Regions from separate parts of the Mus musculus genome. Here all the other regions are linked to region 1. Evidence: chromatin contacts called from public Hi-C data. All regions are on one chromosome and are shown on one strand. The core of a region is the stretch at or near the end of the contact, and the rest is flanking DNA. Distances in the headings are between cores, read along the strand shown.

Region 1 (5,040 bases), core at 665-3,164:
TATATCTCATTGCTTCTAATAAACCCACTTTACAGATCAGGAAGTGGAGACACCTGGCCTTTTGAGCCATGCCATCCAGCTAGTAAATCACTGTGGATTGATCCGCCCATCTGGCATCAGCACCTGACTACCCACATTTCCTGATGTGCCCATGTGGGGAGGTTGAAGAAAATTAAGCGATTTTAAAGTGGCAGGCAAAGTCTCCATGGAAATAAAAAGAAGCTAATTCTGTCAATGTCTCTCCCAAGAGTGACCTTCCCAAGTCTATGAAATCCATCCAAGGCATACATAACGGGTAGAGGTTTCAATGGTGCTTGGCAGGCAGAATCACAAGGCATTAGAATTAGAATATTTCGAAGAGAGGTAAAAAAAAAAAAAAAGAATCATGACATGCAAAAGTTACCTGACCTGCTCACCCGGACAGTTCTGACCACAGCTCAAATTAGACTTGAAATCAGCCATTTTCTCCACCCGCCCCACACTTTCTAAACTCTTCTGTGTATTTACATATGGCTCCTTTTGCACTTGAAACTGAACCTTTACGTGATAAAATTATTCATTTTAAATGCACAAACATCGGGGATTTTTCACACTATCTTGTGGAGCTTAGCTGGTGTGTTCAGACATTCGCCTTCCTTTTGTCTAGGCTGGGCTTGTTTTACCCACTCCTCCTCACACTCCTCCTTCATCCTTTTATCACGAATTCACAACCTAACTACTCCCCAAAATGTCTTTCTGTACTGAAGCAGATTTAGTCCTCTCTCCTCGCTCTTAAGAATTTGGAGACTAAGTTATAGGTTCCAACATCAAGTTGAGCATCTGCAAATTTTGTTCTTTTTTTTTTTTTTTTGGGGGGGGGGGGGTTCTCTTGGTTTTGCCGCGGCACTCTTTAAATGTTCAATCTCAGCAGCCACCAAGATGAACAAGCAAAAAAAAAAAAAAAAAAAAATCAGTACCGAGGGAGTTTCCATTGATTTCCAGTTTTTGTTCCACCACAAATAGGTCACCGGCTCGCAGAGCATAAAACAGCCTGACTGGCGCTGACAACCCAAAGATAGTGGGCTGAGCCACTACAAATGCTTCTTGCCTTCTTTCCCATCTATGCGAACAAGTTCCAGCCCGCCTCCGGCTCAATCAAGCGCAACTCCCTAAATCCTAGAGCGAGAGCAGTCCTGGGGCATCTGGCTTAGGCTTGGCCGGCTCAGGGACACTGCCAGGCGGTGGGCTGAGCTCCGCTGGACACCGCCAAGTGGCCTGAGGCGTGCCCGCAGCGCTTGCGGAGCAGGAGTCTGGCGCCAGGCGGGGAGACTGTGCTGCCCCTGGCCGCAGTTGCCTCTGCCCCCAGGTGTCCCTTGTCAGCGCCGGAGCGAGTGAGCAAGTGAGCAAGTGAACCCAGTGGACTCCACCTTCCGCGCGAGGCGTGGATTTCGCTCCATCCTCGCTTACATAAGGCGGGCGAGCGCGCTCCCGCCGCCGCTTCCCCCCGCGCGGAGTGGGGCCGCGCCCTCCACGCCTCCTCTGCGAGCGCCACCCAGGACCCCCGCTCGCCCCACTCCTGGAGGCGACAGTCGCTGGACCGTCGGCGGGCGGGCGGCAGCCCGGGAGTCTCTCCGGCACAGAAGCGCAAGGATCAGAGCGGGGAGCGCCTCGCTGGCTCGCCACTCCTCCCGCTCTTGCCACCTCCCCATCCCCGGCGCCTGTGCGATCCGAGCGGGCGCGGGGACCCGAGAGCAGCGCCCGCTCGGCTGGCGGCGGAGCTGCGGGAGCTGTGGTGGTGGCCGCGCTACACCTCCCAGCACTTCCCGAGTGGGGGCAGAGCATTAGCAGCCGGGAGACGTCAGTGGCTAGGCGCAGTGGACGAGGGACCTTCAAACTCCTCCTCGGAGGCTCCTCTCCACCCCCTTTGGCCCCTGCCCTTGGAGAAAGTGGAGTGTGGCGCTCAGGCTGCTGTTATTTCTCAGGACTGCCTGGCGGTGGCCGGATCCAGCCTCCTGCCTGGCTGGGCTTTCGGCTGTTTGCGCGTCTCCTGGTGGCGTTTCCCTTCCCCGTACACCTCTGCCGACGATGAGGAAAGGTCTGAGGGCGACAGCGGCCCGCTGCGGACTGGGACTAGGATACTTGCTGCAGATGCTTGTGTTACCTGCCCTGGCCCTGCTAAGCGCCAGTGGCACCGGCTCCGCCGCTCAAGGTAAGAGGGTCTTCAGGGCGCGGCAGTCACCTCCCTTTGCTTCTGTCTTCCCTCTCTTCTACCTCTATTTGTCCCCGGCGCTCCTTGATTCCTCACCTGCCTAGTTGCCCCCAATGGAAACCACTTTAAATCCCACTTTCCCAACTAGTTAAGAAACCAGATTTTCAGTCTTAGCTCTGGATCTGGGTAAGGATGGACCCGGGGTGTGTTAAGTGTAGCTGCTGTCTCGGTGCCTGTGGGATCCTGGAGTGTCTTTTGCACTTTCAGACCCACAGACGCACGGTTTTGAATATTGTGTAGCCGGGGGTTTCCAGAGGCACTGATAGTGGCGTTGTGGTATGTGCCCCAATATGTGTAGTGTGCCGAGGCTTCTCGCTGTGCGCGATGGCTGCGCTTGCAGGGTTTTCTTCCACCTCCGCTAAGGAAATATGTCCATTACCGCCAAGGACCCATAGGCGCTGGTGCCCCTAGACTGCTGATGGGGCGCTATGGAGATGCTCAATTCGCCCAGAAAGGACAGGCTCCGGGTGTGCCTGCTTCTCCACTCACAACCTCTTCGTGTCCCGCTCCGGACAGGCGATCCTTGAAAAACTTCAAAACCACAGCTCTAGTGGGTGACTCTAGCTGTTCGAACCAAATCTGCAACTCTCTGGGGGAAAGGACGCTGCTAACCAGTTTATAACTGACATTTTAATGCGTGTAAGCCTCGAAGTGTGTGGCACTCTGAGCAAAGCCGGAGTAGGAGGACAGTGGTCCAGAGTTGGGAATGTCTTGTACGGGTAGAGGGAAGACACCTAGACTGAGGTTCATCTTGGAGGCTTCTTTCTTGTTCATTGAGTTTTAGAGGGAGGTGCAGCTCCCAGACTTATTCAAACCAGTTCCCACCCAGATCCTTCTTTGCCATTTTAAAGATTTATTTATTTATTTATTTATTTATTTATTTATTTATTTATTGTCTATAGCCAGAAGGCAACACAGCTTTGCCTGGAGAGAGAGGCAACAATTCAGAACCAGCTCAGAGACCTTCCCTTTTCTACACACACACACACACACACACACACACACACACACTTCTTTGTGAATTTGGAGAGTTTGGGGGGAGGAGCAGCAACCCTCCTTCCATGATGCTCACAGACTGGTTTATTCCAACTGCAGCCTGCATTTCCTAAAATCTACAGGCACTGATGCAGGGAGGTGGGTGCTGAAAGAAAGCCCAGAGGCCAGGCAAGCCTGGTCCTCATGAGGAGGTATGCGATGAGCAAGGCAGTGTGAATCTGAGATAGCTACTTAGGGAGTAAATTGCTCCTGCTACACTGCTAAGTGGCCATGCTCATAAATCCTGCCTTCCTTTCTGGACAGACGCTTCCTACCCTTGTGGGTCAGCTCTGGTTTGCTTATGCACACATCCAGAGCACCTCTGACCATGTTCAAGGGAATCCGTGCTAGAAAGCCTAGAGTTCTTGAAAGTGGTGAGAAGTTTTCAGGACTCTAGCCAGAAATGCTTCCAGGAGGATCTTAGGAAGCCAACGTGGACAACGATCTTAGGAAGCCTAAGGGTTCTGGAATCAGCTGTATGAGTCCTGCTGGAATTCGGTGTCATTTTTCTGTGCACAAAGGACTAAGCCACTGGGGGGTGAGGGGAAGGGTTTGGGAAAAGGAAAAGTTAAAAGTCCCCAAAGATGCAAAAAGGAGGCAGGATCCCTGTGGAGAGCTTACAACAGCCAAATTAAAAAGACTGGGTAGGAGAAGGATCGATGAAGATAATCAAACAGGGGACTGTAAGTGGATTAATATTGAAAGAAGGGAGCAGAGACTAAGCGGGAAGGAGCTGGGGATACGTTCTGCCTCCTGCACTTTCTCTTGGTCTACACCAGACAAGGCAAAGGTTGAGGATTAATTCTGATCTTCAGCAGGGGAAGAAAAGAAGGTTTAGGGGGTGTACGCCATTCTGGTGTGGATTTTCTCCATTTGCTCTCGATCAGGGAGAATAACTCCCCCCCCCTTCAAATCACATGGTCTGAGATGCAGGACTCTCACTTTTATCTTTGTTATCCTCCATGTTCCAGAGCACCAGCTCTTCCTGTGTTATCTGTGAGACATCAAAGGGAGTGTAGAGCACAGAAATCTGCTATCAGCTACTGTCCCTGTGGCTGCTACTCATTAGCCAGGCCTGTTTACTACTGACCTGCTGTTAACACTCTATTCTCAGCCAGTCACTGTAGGACAGTCTGGTGGGCAGGCTCCCATTCCCTTCAGTATCTCCTTTCTGTCCAATTTACACTCGAGCTTCCACACATACCCCAAAGGTACCATTTGCTTGTTCTGCTGCATTAATGACTCCAGTGGACAGTACTTTTCATGAATGGAAGTACATATGCAACTAGAATGCAAGACATTCATGAAGTACTTTACAATGTGATGAAGGTTTCGAACCTGTTGGAGCAGTGCTGAGAAAATGAGAAGCTTTCGAAAAAAAAAAGTAGATCTCGAGTTGAAATCAGCCCAGGGGAGGAGAAAAACCAACCACAACATGGTTGTAGAAGCACAGAGCGAGTATTATTTATGAGTGAGGGAGTTTTGCAACTGTGGATTAAAGACAGACAGCAGTCATGTTAAACAGGTCCTTGGGAAATTCTCTGAGCTGTAGGCAACAACTTTCCCCCTCTCTACCCCTGCTCTAATTGGTTCATTGAGTATTGCTGGGAAACCTTTTCTCCAGGGAATTCTCAGGGCTCCTGACTTCCAAGAATGAAAGATTTTTACTAGGAAAGGCAAGGGGTGTGTGTGTGTGTGTGTGTGTGTGTGTGTGTGTGTGAGTGAATTTTTGCCTCCTTTTACGTCACAATGTCTCT
Region 2 (5,040 bases), core at 722-3,221, 100 kb after region 1:
ATCCCACCTGTGGCTGGACTTACCTGCTTCTCATCTGTAGCAGTTGTAATTCCTGTGATATGATATGAAAATAGTCCTGCAGATGCAACTGTCTGATTTCTTATCCTTAAAACTCCTGAGGTTGGATTGTAGGCTGCCTGTAACAGCAAGTTAGCAAATTTTCATGCCTGCATTGCCTTTGCATGGATAGTCTGTGTATGGTTTATCAGATCATCAGTTGCAACACATTTGGTAATTACAAAAAAATAAATAAATAAATAAAATCACTATGCACAATCTTTTATGTAAACATAGCATTTACTTCTGTTTAAAGAGGATTAGAATTTCCAGGCTTATAATAGTTGCTTTAAACTGTATCATGGAGTAATTCTATTTAAATTAATTCATGAGGTAATTCTATTTAAAGAAAAAAAACTGATGATGTCTCATTGATTTCTTGAAAGAATAACTCTAGATTACTATATTTTAAACCTATTTCAACAGAAAATTTAATATTACTCTGATAAAATATTTAATATCATATACAGTTTTTCCAGAAAGTCATCATTGTGCATGTCTGCTTTTTAGTACAGAGTGATTTATCTGTGTAAGAATTTGTATATGATGCTGATTGACCTATCCTTCAGAATGAGTTCATCCCATGCAGTTCTAATTGTCTCTAAATGGATTTGGGCTTTCTGTTTCCTAGAGCTGTTTGCTGAGTTTCTCATAACTTGCTCTCTGCTTTCACTCTTGTACTTTCTGTGTTCTTTCTCTGGTATTTATTGGTACCATAATAATATGCATCATGGCTAAATTGGCAGCAGCACTTGTTAGCAAGTCTAATGACCTGAATTTATTCCCTGGAACCCATGTGGTACCAAGCAAGATCAACTCTTCCAAGTTGTCCTTTGAAGTCCACAGGAACACTCTGCTGGGTACACCCATCTCATAGTGCCACCCACCTACAAAAATCAATTTTAAAAATTATTAAGAATATATGAAATTTTAGTCTAAATACTTTATATCTACTTAATTTTTAAAACATTACTTTCAAATTAAAAGAAAACTTTCTTTGCAGGTTCTTGGTGTTTGCAGTAAGAAGAGTCTGATTGTGTTTGTTTTGTAATGACCTCAGCCTCAGTCTAGCTTTCACTCCAGTAGTGACAGTGACAACCTGTTCTCCCCCAATTCACTTTTTCCATCTTTTCAAAACTGATATTGTGAGTTTTCACTGTATGAGTAATCTCCTTTGTAAGTTGTGTGTGTGTGTGTGTGTGTGTGTGTGTGTGTGTGTGTGGTCACTGCAGTCATTTTAAGTACATACTGACAACACAATTGTCAGGAAAGTGCTTCTTCTCTGAAGAACTTCCCTTCACACTAGACATATTACTGCTAAACCAATAAATATTTACAGATTGACTGCCTGAGTCAATGGTGAGAAGCAGCCTTACTTACTAAAAGCACCCTTAACTTACTAAAAGTGCACATTTGTTGTTGATGCGTCTATCACAGGGTACTGTTAAAAAAAATACAAGCCTACACTACAGCTACTATCACATGTTATCACAGGGTGGAAAGAAAAGACTTAAGCTGAGATCCACCTCAAAGAGAACAAACCTCAGGGTTACTCAACTCCACTCCCTCCCCATATCCCCACTTATTTACCTAAAAGAAGGAAAGGGTCTATCCTCCTAGCTGATGTATCTAAGATAGAAGAAGGAACAAGTTAAACTAAGGAGAAAGGCCTAAGAATGGAAATATATAGTTGCAAGTGAAAAAAAAAAAAAAAAAGATGTGACAGTATTTTAAATTACAAGGCATTCCCAGAAATGTTCTATACATTGGATAGATAAAATACTTCTATACCACCTCCTTAGCAAAACTTTAAAAAGCAAAGTGCAACTAATAACGGGAATAAGTTGGGTGAGGTGACAGCTATGTCATCCTTTTAATTGGATTCACCTCTCCTTCCGGACTGACGCACACAGGGCTCTGCCTCCACATCTGTCAGTTTAGCTCCCTCCAACACAATTAAATCTTGCTAGGAAGGCTCCATTAGAAAAGAATTCTAGTCAGAATGGCTATTTATATGCTTCTCTTTACATTCTTGAATATAATTGAAAAACATTTCAGTATGATACTTGCTTAATTTTTTAATGGAAGCAGACCATTAGATTTTTGCAGAATGGTAATGACCCCCAAGTCAGATGCATGAATATCAGAGCTCAAACAGGAACTTTGATGCCATGAGTTGGTGGAAGAAATAATTATTGATTCATGGCTGTAGTTCTGAGAACTATTATTCTTATAACCAAGCTGTATTGAATGCCCCCTCGGCTAATCATTCAGCTTTGTAAAGGACTTTAAAGGCAATGTGTTTGAGTAGCCTATTTGCCAGGCAAGAAAGTGTCCTCACTTCATAGAGGAGATACTAGGGCTCCGCCACAAGCTACTAAGAGCCCACCCTGAGCTCCTGAGATCCCACAGTGAGTAAAGGAAGAAGAAGTTTATGAGAAGCAGATTGCCATCTGCCAATGCTCTATTCACTGTCTAATCTACTGTTAGATTAGATTAAGGGTGACTCCAATTCCATTTCCTCTCTGTCCATTCCCATTTTCAGACAGAGAGAAAGTCTTCTGTTTTCAAAGGAAAATCACTACACCACAGTATGCATGAAAAAGATTGTCCTGTTGGTCATCTCCATGTCCCAAGACTGAGAATTTCATTCTTTCAGTATCCTGATAGGATCTGGGAGACAATGGATTGAAATGAATATTTATGTAAAGAAAAAGTTAATTGCTTAATCAGTATTTGTATAAACGTAGCCTGATTTTATCTTTATTTAAGTGAAACAATATCATTAATCAAACGAGAATGTACAGGACAAATCTTACCAATACTTAGATTTAAAAATTAACGATCTTCCCAGAACATCAACAAAATAAATAATAGTAGAAAGAGACAGCACAAAACTTAAGAAGAAGCTTTTTAATGCCTCTCGCTGTGTGTAAAAGTCAACCTAGTAACATAAATTTTTGTTTTACATCTTTAAGGAAGATAAAAAAAATCGAAAGAAAAGACAGAGACAATGAGATAACAAAAGGGGCATATTATTAAATATAAAACGTCAGCAAGTTCTAAGTATAGAGACATTGCTAATTAGATTTCCAAAGTTTCCAGACTCTAAAGGGTATTGCTGCTAATAGGGTGCAAAAGAATGTTTTAATCTCATAGTATTGAACTGTGTTGAGAATAGCAGGGACCAATGGAACCTTTTAAAAATTACAATACAGAAGAAGTATCATGTTGAGAATGCAAAGTTATACTGAGTAGTTAAAATTGATAGTTTTTGGACTTCAATGAAATCTAATTGTACTTGGAAAAGAATAAAAGCCAAGATCTCCGGGACCTTCCTTGGTCCTTCTGAAAAGCCCACCTGGTAGCCTAGCCCCTTGCCATACTCACCCAGACTGTGCTGACTGTCTTCCCTTAGTGGTGTTAGACAAGCTGAACATCACCCAAAATTACCCACATTAGCTATTCTTGCTCCTTAAGATAACTGAGTAGATTTCATCCGGCTTCATTATTCTAATCATCTATTATCTAATATTTTTCCTAAGCAAGCTCTCTAAAATCCCAATCCAATTTACTAATTCTCTGTATTTCCAAGTACCATCTTTACATTGTTCCTGAACTAGAATGGAAGCAGTTAGAGGGGCATAAGAATTTGTTATCATCATATCACTGAATTAAGGTAATCACAAGCCCAGGTTTCTAACATGATCCTGGAAGAACCTACTGAGATCATATTATTTACAAGAGAGAGAGAGAGAGAGAGAGAGAGAGAGAGAGAGAATTCATGGAATTTCAAAGTAACACAGTTGAGGGAAACTTTGATACATATTGTTTAATGTACAAGTGACTATATTTGCATATATTACTAATTAGATTCTACATGTGACAGGTATTATTTCATCTCACCAAAGTTTTTCCAGTTACGACTAATAGAAGGGGAAGGGAATATATTATTAAAGATTAGGGACCCTCAAGACTATAAATTATATATATCTCTCTCTACTCATGTTACACTGTGAAAATAGGGGAAAACCCTGAAAGTTCACGGGACACAGGATCCTATGTCCAGAATGTAGAATAAAAATGTTCACAAAATGTTCTCTATGATGAAGGGAGTTCAGCATCTATTTCACTCCCTGTGTTGCCTTTCTTGCCTCTCTCCTGGATAATGTACAGATCTATCTTCCTAGCATTTGATAGGCTCAGGAGTTTACTGTAATATTCAACCGCCCATAGATACCTATGCTGAAACATTGGCTCAGAACTCAGACTCCTGAAACAGATCGAGTTTGAGTCCGGCCCATATCATTCACCTGCTGTACCATCTTAGTGAATTTCATCCCTTGTGGCTTGTTTAATTCACCTGAAAAGTAGTAACAATATTATCTGGTTTTGCCCCTGTGGGGAATAAATTATGTAGCTATGTTATACGTAATTATATATACATGTGTATATTCCTAGCATGTATATGAATTATGTATCAAAGTATAACAAGTGTACCTCCTTAATAATATCCGTAAAACATTGATTGATAGTAATCTACGATAAAGAGAAGTTGATTAACAGCCTGTATTAAGCATATAATACCTGACCAAACTAATTGGTGATTACATCATTAGTCAAATATTAACAAAATATTCTGGATGGGTTTTCATCAGTAATCCCGATAAGCTTCTTTACTGCACTTTAACAGTAAAATAATTTCAACATTATCTTTGGAGGCGTGATTTTGAGCAGTGCTTTTTCACACGGAGAGTAATAAGCTCATTAGTCCAATGGCGGGGATTTTCTTGTCACATCCTGCATTAGCTGCAGCGTCCCTTGCTCCCATTATGAAGGGTAATGAGGTAGCTCTGCTTCTCTCATCGGGAAGTAGATGGAACACAGTTGCAACCTGGAAATTATACTTTTTACATCCAGTTTCAAACCAGCTTCTTAAGCATTCCTGGATTGATTCACCTCTGTGGAAGAATTCTTTCACAC
Region 3 (5,040 bases), core at 723-3,222, 73 kb after region 1:
TAATCAGTGTTTTTTCTCTTGTATTAGTCATACATATGCATGTTTTGTAGGCATGCATATGTATCATGGGGTGTCATACACAGACTCCAGACATATCCAAATAAATGAACTGGGTGATTTCTTCACATGAGGAGATACAGATTTCTGGTCTGTGCCCTATGTATGAGATTAAAATGCACAATGGATGTTTTGAGCAAAAGAAAATATATGGGAAAATTCTTATGACAGTGTCCTATAATTGTTAATATTAAACAGCTAGAGTTTGTAATTGGTAGAAGTCATTTCGCATCTTTTTCCAAGGTGATATTGATGTGTTGTTGTTGTCTTTTTATGCAAAGAAGATCTAGTACCTTTTATGAGGAACAAATATTAGAAGAGTGCATGATGTGACTGGGTTTCAAACTGAAAAAAAGAAATGCCCTGCTCCCCTTTATAGATACACACACACACACACACACACACACACACACACACACACACACATGAGGTCCTGATTCACTTCTACATGATAATATTCTTTCATGCTTGCTTAATCTCTATCTTCATGTACAAGTTGGCCCATGGAAAGTAGAGGATCATTAAGCTGTCACTGCACTGTCATGACAAACGACAGGTCAAGTCTCACCACTCAGTCCATGCGTGTAGAGACTCTTGGAGAATGTGAGAAACTTGCCCACGTTCCCAGGGCTAGCAGGGTTCATGGATTTGGAATCCTGGCCCAGCCCTCAAGCCCATGCGTTTTCAGTTTCACACAAACTAGTTTCTGCCTGTGGGATTTTTATTTTATGTCAGACTTTACGCTTTCTTTTCTTTTCTTTTCTTTTCTTTCTTTCTTTCTTTTTTTTTTCTTTTACTTAGTACATGGTGAAGGGTTCTTAGCATATAAAAAAATGGGATACTTTAGAAAGCTATAGCAAAATATGACTTATACATTTAAAAGGGACAATAGAGAAAAGGAAATGTTCTGTGGAGCAGCCAGATGCTCCTGTTCCAAAATAGCATATCACTTATACGATTACATGATAACAATGTTATCCCATCACCTCCTGGGGACAGAAGATAGCTTGCTGGCCTACTCAGCCTGCTCCATTGCTTGTGGGACCATAAAATCCCTCTGGGTTGCCAGCTTTTTTAAGTTGTCACAAAGATTAGGTATCAGATGGTTATGTTTCATGGGAATTAAAACATAAACCAAATACAGAAGAGACCAGGACAACACCTGACACTAGTGATGGTCTTACCTGCAGGACCCAGAAATGGATCATGAGCACATGACGGAATTGAGCCAAAATTAAGACAATGGGCCTTGATAATTTATGAATCTTTGGTTTAGGATTTAAAAAAAATCCTTATCTGAGTGATAATGAGAGCTGCTCCTTAATAGCAGACAGCAACCCAAGTAAGAGCTAACATGTGTCTGGTATAATTACAGGAACATTTAAAGACATTTTTTTCCTTCTCAGAGGGCTTTAATGGGGACCTTCTGGTTATAATTACAGACCTTGCTCCCTATTTATGGTTAATGGCCAAATTGGTAATATTTGGTTTAGTGAGGATTAAGCAAGAAATAAATTTTTCTAAACAATTATTTTTCTAAAGATAGAAAAGGCTGCTGTTAAGAACCTTAAGAGTTTAAGGCATTCCATGTGGATAGCTGTTTACTTTAGTTTGAGAAAATGATCTTTTGAAAGCCCTTTTGTGAGTTTAAAAGGATAACAAATTTATTTTTCACCAACAGTAAAAAAATGTGTTTTATTGCATGTACATTCTCAGCACACATCATTACACTGAGTGCAATACTACCTCCTCTTGAAAATTGGGTAATTGAGGCACAAGTGAATCATGAAATGGCTTGCCTAGGTCCCACAACTTCCCTTTGGTGACATGAGTATTGGTGGGTTTCCCAGACTTTCATATCATCCATAAGGCAAGAGGAAAGGGTAAACAGACACTTTGATCATGTAAAGTTAAGTCACTTCCTCTTTGAGAAATCATGGACATTTTAAATAGTCTAGAAGTGAACTGGGTGGGAGGCGGAATCCTGTGCTCCCTCAAGTGGATGGCATTTGTCAGAGTGTACAGCAGAGTCTGGTGGAGATAAGACACTGGGGTAAAATCCTTAGTGGCTCTCAGGCATGAAATAAAACACACAGAGGAAGAGAATAAGCATGAGTGTATCGTGTAATATTGATTTATTCATATACTTTTAATTCCAAGGCAAACATGTCCAAAATAGGAAAAGCAATGTATAGTGTTGTATGTGAGAAGAACCGATATGGTAAGAGTAATGGAGGATCCTGGAAAGGAGACTTGTAGGTAGGCAGATGTGTAGTGTTTGTGAGATTGACTGTGTCCTGCATCATGATGCAGGTGTCTGTCTAAATTCTTTTATTCAACCATTTGTTTATTTTTATATTGTATGTATAATTATACCTCTGTTTCTACATTATCTACTCCTAAGGAATTTCTTTTTATCTGTTTTTCTTTGCCTTTTAAATGTATTGTATATATCAATGTATAAAAGTGATGTGCGCATGTCATGTACATGGTTGGTGATCTTTATGTGTGAGTGTGTTTTTGTGTGTGTGAGTATGTGTGTATGGGTGTGTGTGTGAGAGTGTGTGTGTGTGTGTGTGTGTGTGTGTGTGTGTGTGTGTATGTGTGTGTATGTGTGTGTGTGTGTGTGTGTGTGTGTGTGTGTGTGTGTGTGTGTGGTTGATTCTTTGATTTACCAGGGATATAGAAACCTGCAGATGCTCCTTATACAAAATGGCTTAGTATTGGTAGACAGCCTACATACTTACTCCTGTGCACATTAAATAAACTCTAGATTACTAATACTTCTAACAGAATGCAAATTCTACAGAATTTTTTACTATATTGTATTGTTTGTGAAATAACAAGGGATCCCATATTTCCATGTTCAATACACATGAAAACTTTTCTATTTTTAATCCATGATGGTTGACGCTACAGAAGTAGAAGCAACTATAATTCCACGGCCATTTGTATCTATCTCTATATAAGCTCAGTTTAAGTCATCCCGACTGTGTGATAATAGTGCAATCACAGAAGACAAATATCGGATGAGAAAGGCAAGCATCGTGTTATGAATATAAAAAAGTAGCAAAAAGATAAGTAAATAACAGCATCCATGTTACCTGAATGAAGGGAAACTCTTATGTACTGAACCACTGAAGAAAGACTCCATTGTCGGAGACTTAGATGACGTAAGCAAAGAATGTGGGTCTGTGAATTCTCCCAGAGAAAACTGAGGTTTGAAGAAAGATGCATTTCCCGAGAACCCCTGGTGCTGTCTCTCAGGAAGTGGTACCTTGAAATGAAACAGATCCTCACATGGGAACTATTACCCTAACAAACACTTAACATCCTGTCTAAAATTATGTCATTATGAGACTCTACTGGTCCTTCTCATAATTAAGTCATTTACAGCTACTGTCTGCCCGGTATAAAAGACTTCAATCCCAGTAATTAAACTTAGTAAATGTCACTAAAAGTGAAGAGTGCATTGTTCCCTGGGTAAATTCAGCTGAGGTCACAGTCCTTGAGAGTCTCTCTGTCTGTCTGTGACCATTCTGGTTGGAGTACTTCATCTAACGGTGTTCCTGAAAATGAGCCCTGATGAACAGCTCATCTTAATTTAGCACGAGTTACACCTTTAAGAGGAGAACATAAAAGTAAATTAAGTCTTTGTGAACTTTTAAGTAAAATTTGTGTTTATAGAAAACCTGAAGATAAATGTAGGAAGATTTTCTCCAAAAGGAGAAAAGAATAAAAGGTTTACTCTCAAAATACAAACAAGCAATAGGCTTTCAAGACAAAAATGGGCTATAGCAATATATCACAATGGGAAACACAGCTTTCCATTCATAAATCCAAAATATAAACAGGATCCCTGGCTACCTTAGATTGCTATTCACTAGATAATTTAAGTAAAACATCAACATTAAAAACCAGCAGATGTTCTCAGTACAATAGACTCAGATCCCAAGTGTCAAGTTAAACACTGAAGCCAATTGTGAGAAGAACAACAATATAAAAAATGAAAATATAAAAGGAGATGGCCTAAGAATTATCAATGGGTTTGTCAGACACTTTAGGGGTTGAATCTAAAGGCTCTGCATCTTTGTCAGCAAAACATGAGAGATCATAGTAGCAGTTTAAAAAAAATTACCATTAACCAATTTATAGTAATATTTATTTTGAGAAACACAAGAGACAAGATAAAAATTTGCTTCAAACAAACAATGGCAGTGTTGAATAGAAACTTTCTTTAAAAAAAAAGATTTTACAACAATAGAATGGGCCAAATACCCTTGTAAATTGCATTAATGAGATGGAAGCTACTTTTAATGGAGGCCTCTGTCTCTGTGCACTGCCTTATATAGATTTGACGGTTAATAAGCCTGAACAGTGTTTCTGCTTGTGGAAAATGAATCTGAAACGATTGTCGGATGATCTGCTTGGCATGCCTGGCTGGGGTCTGGAATGGCACTGCACTAATGTGCTATTACTCAGTGTCGTTAACCCACACGGATGATTGAAAGATGGATGCGTATTCGTACCAAGGGGCTCTGCAAGGGGGAACAGACTGCTGCTGCAGAGAAAAGATGCCACAGAGGATACAATGAGCTGCTCATTCACAACACTATTCTCCCATCCTCATGTGGTCACCTTAAAGATGCATGATATTTAAATATATGGAAAATAAGGAGACAGAACTATTATAAAAAATGCAACTTTATCTTCATTGGTGGCTCAAAACTTATATATATACAGCTGAAAAGCAAGAAAGCCACCTATTTTCTTGATCCTCAGACCTGAGGATTTTTGACCAAACCGAACCAAACCAAACAGGCAGAAAAGTTCAATACTTTGGTTGGAACCTGGTTCAAATAAAAATGTTTGAACATTAAATTGGAATTTTATGTGTCAAATTCATATCAGACATATGAAATGAAAATATTCTTTTTCATGTGAAGAATTTATTTTACATTTACATGGAGTTGTAAAATACTT

Evidence for each region. Hi-C and Micro-C count contacts between places; a contact is called where the count stands out from the background.
Region 2: a Hi-C map of the N1E-115 cell line shows a contact between it and region 1, with 5 times the contacts expected there. The contact joins the enhancer-like site here to the promoter of Unc5c in region 1. A contact is called at or near these places in 3 of 484 Hi-C or Micro-C datasets (the N1E-115 cell line, granulocyte-monocyte progenitors and tail fibroblasts), 2 of 115 datasets of contacts at active chromatin or transcription factors (craniofacial prominence and neural progenitor cells) and 1 of 9 other capture datasets (pancreatic islet).
Region 3: a contact with region 1 is called in a Hi-C map of the N1E-115 cell line, with 5 times the contacts expected there. The contact joins the enhancer-like site here to the promoter of Unc5c in region 1. A contact is called at or near these places in 1 of 39 promoter capture datasets (the 3T3-L1 cell line), 7 of 484 Hi-C or Micro-C datasets (the N1E-115 cell line, cerebellum, cortical glia and 3 more), 1 of 115 datasets of contacts at active chromatin or transcription factors (embryonic stem cells) and 2 of 9 other capture datasets (liver and pancreatic islet).

The regions. Positions count from the first base shown.
Region 1 is chr3:141,463,650-141,468,689 of GRCm38.p6, forward strand. Unc5c (unc-5 netrin receptor C) reads left to right here and starts at 1,915. Exons shown (of 16, transcript NM_009472.4): 1 at 1,915-2,188. The coding sequence starts at 2,065.
Region 2 is chr3:141,563,715-141,568,754 of GRCm38.p6, forward strand. All of the region lies in intron 1 of Unc5c (unc-5 netrin receptor C), which reads left to right. Among named protein-coding and RNA genes, the nearest start is that of Unc5c, 100 kb to the left of the region's middle. Within about 2 kb of position 1,972, at least 3 of the 459 cell types and tissues checked have an H3K27ac peak or open chromatin away from gene starts, as enhancers often do. A contact at or near this core is called in the N1E-115 cell line, where this site is marked.
Region 3 is chr3:141,536,424-141,541,463 of GRCm38.p6, forward strand. All of the region lies in intron 1 of Unc5c (unc-5 netrin receptor C), which reads left to right. Among named protein-coding and RNA genes, the nearest start is that of Unc5c, 73 kb to the left of the region's middle. Within about 2 kb of position 1,973, at least 6 of the 459 cell types and tissues checked have an H3K27ac peak or open chromatin away from gene starts, as enhancers often do. A contact at or near this core is called in the N1E-115 cell line, where this site is marked.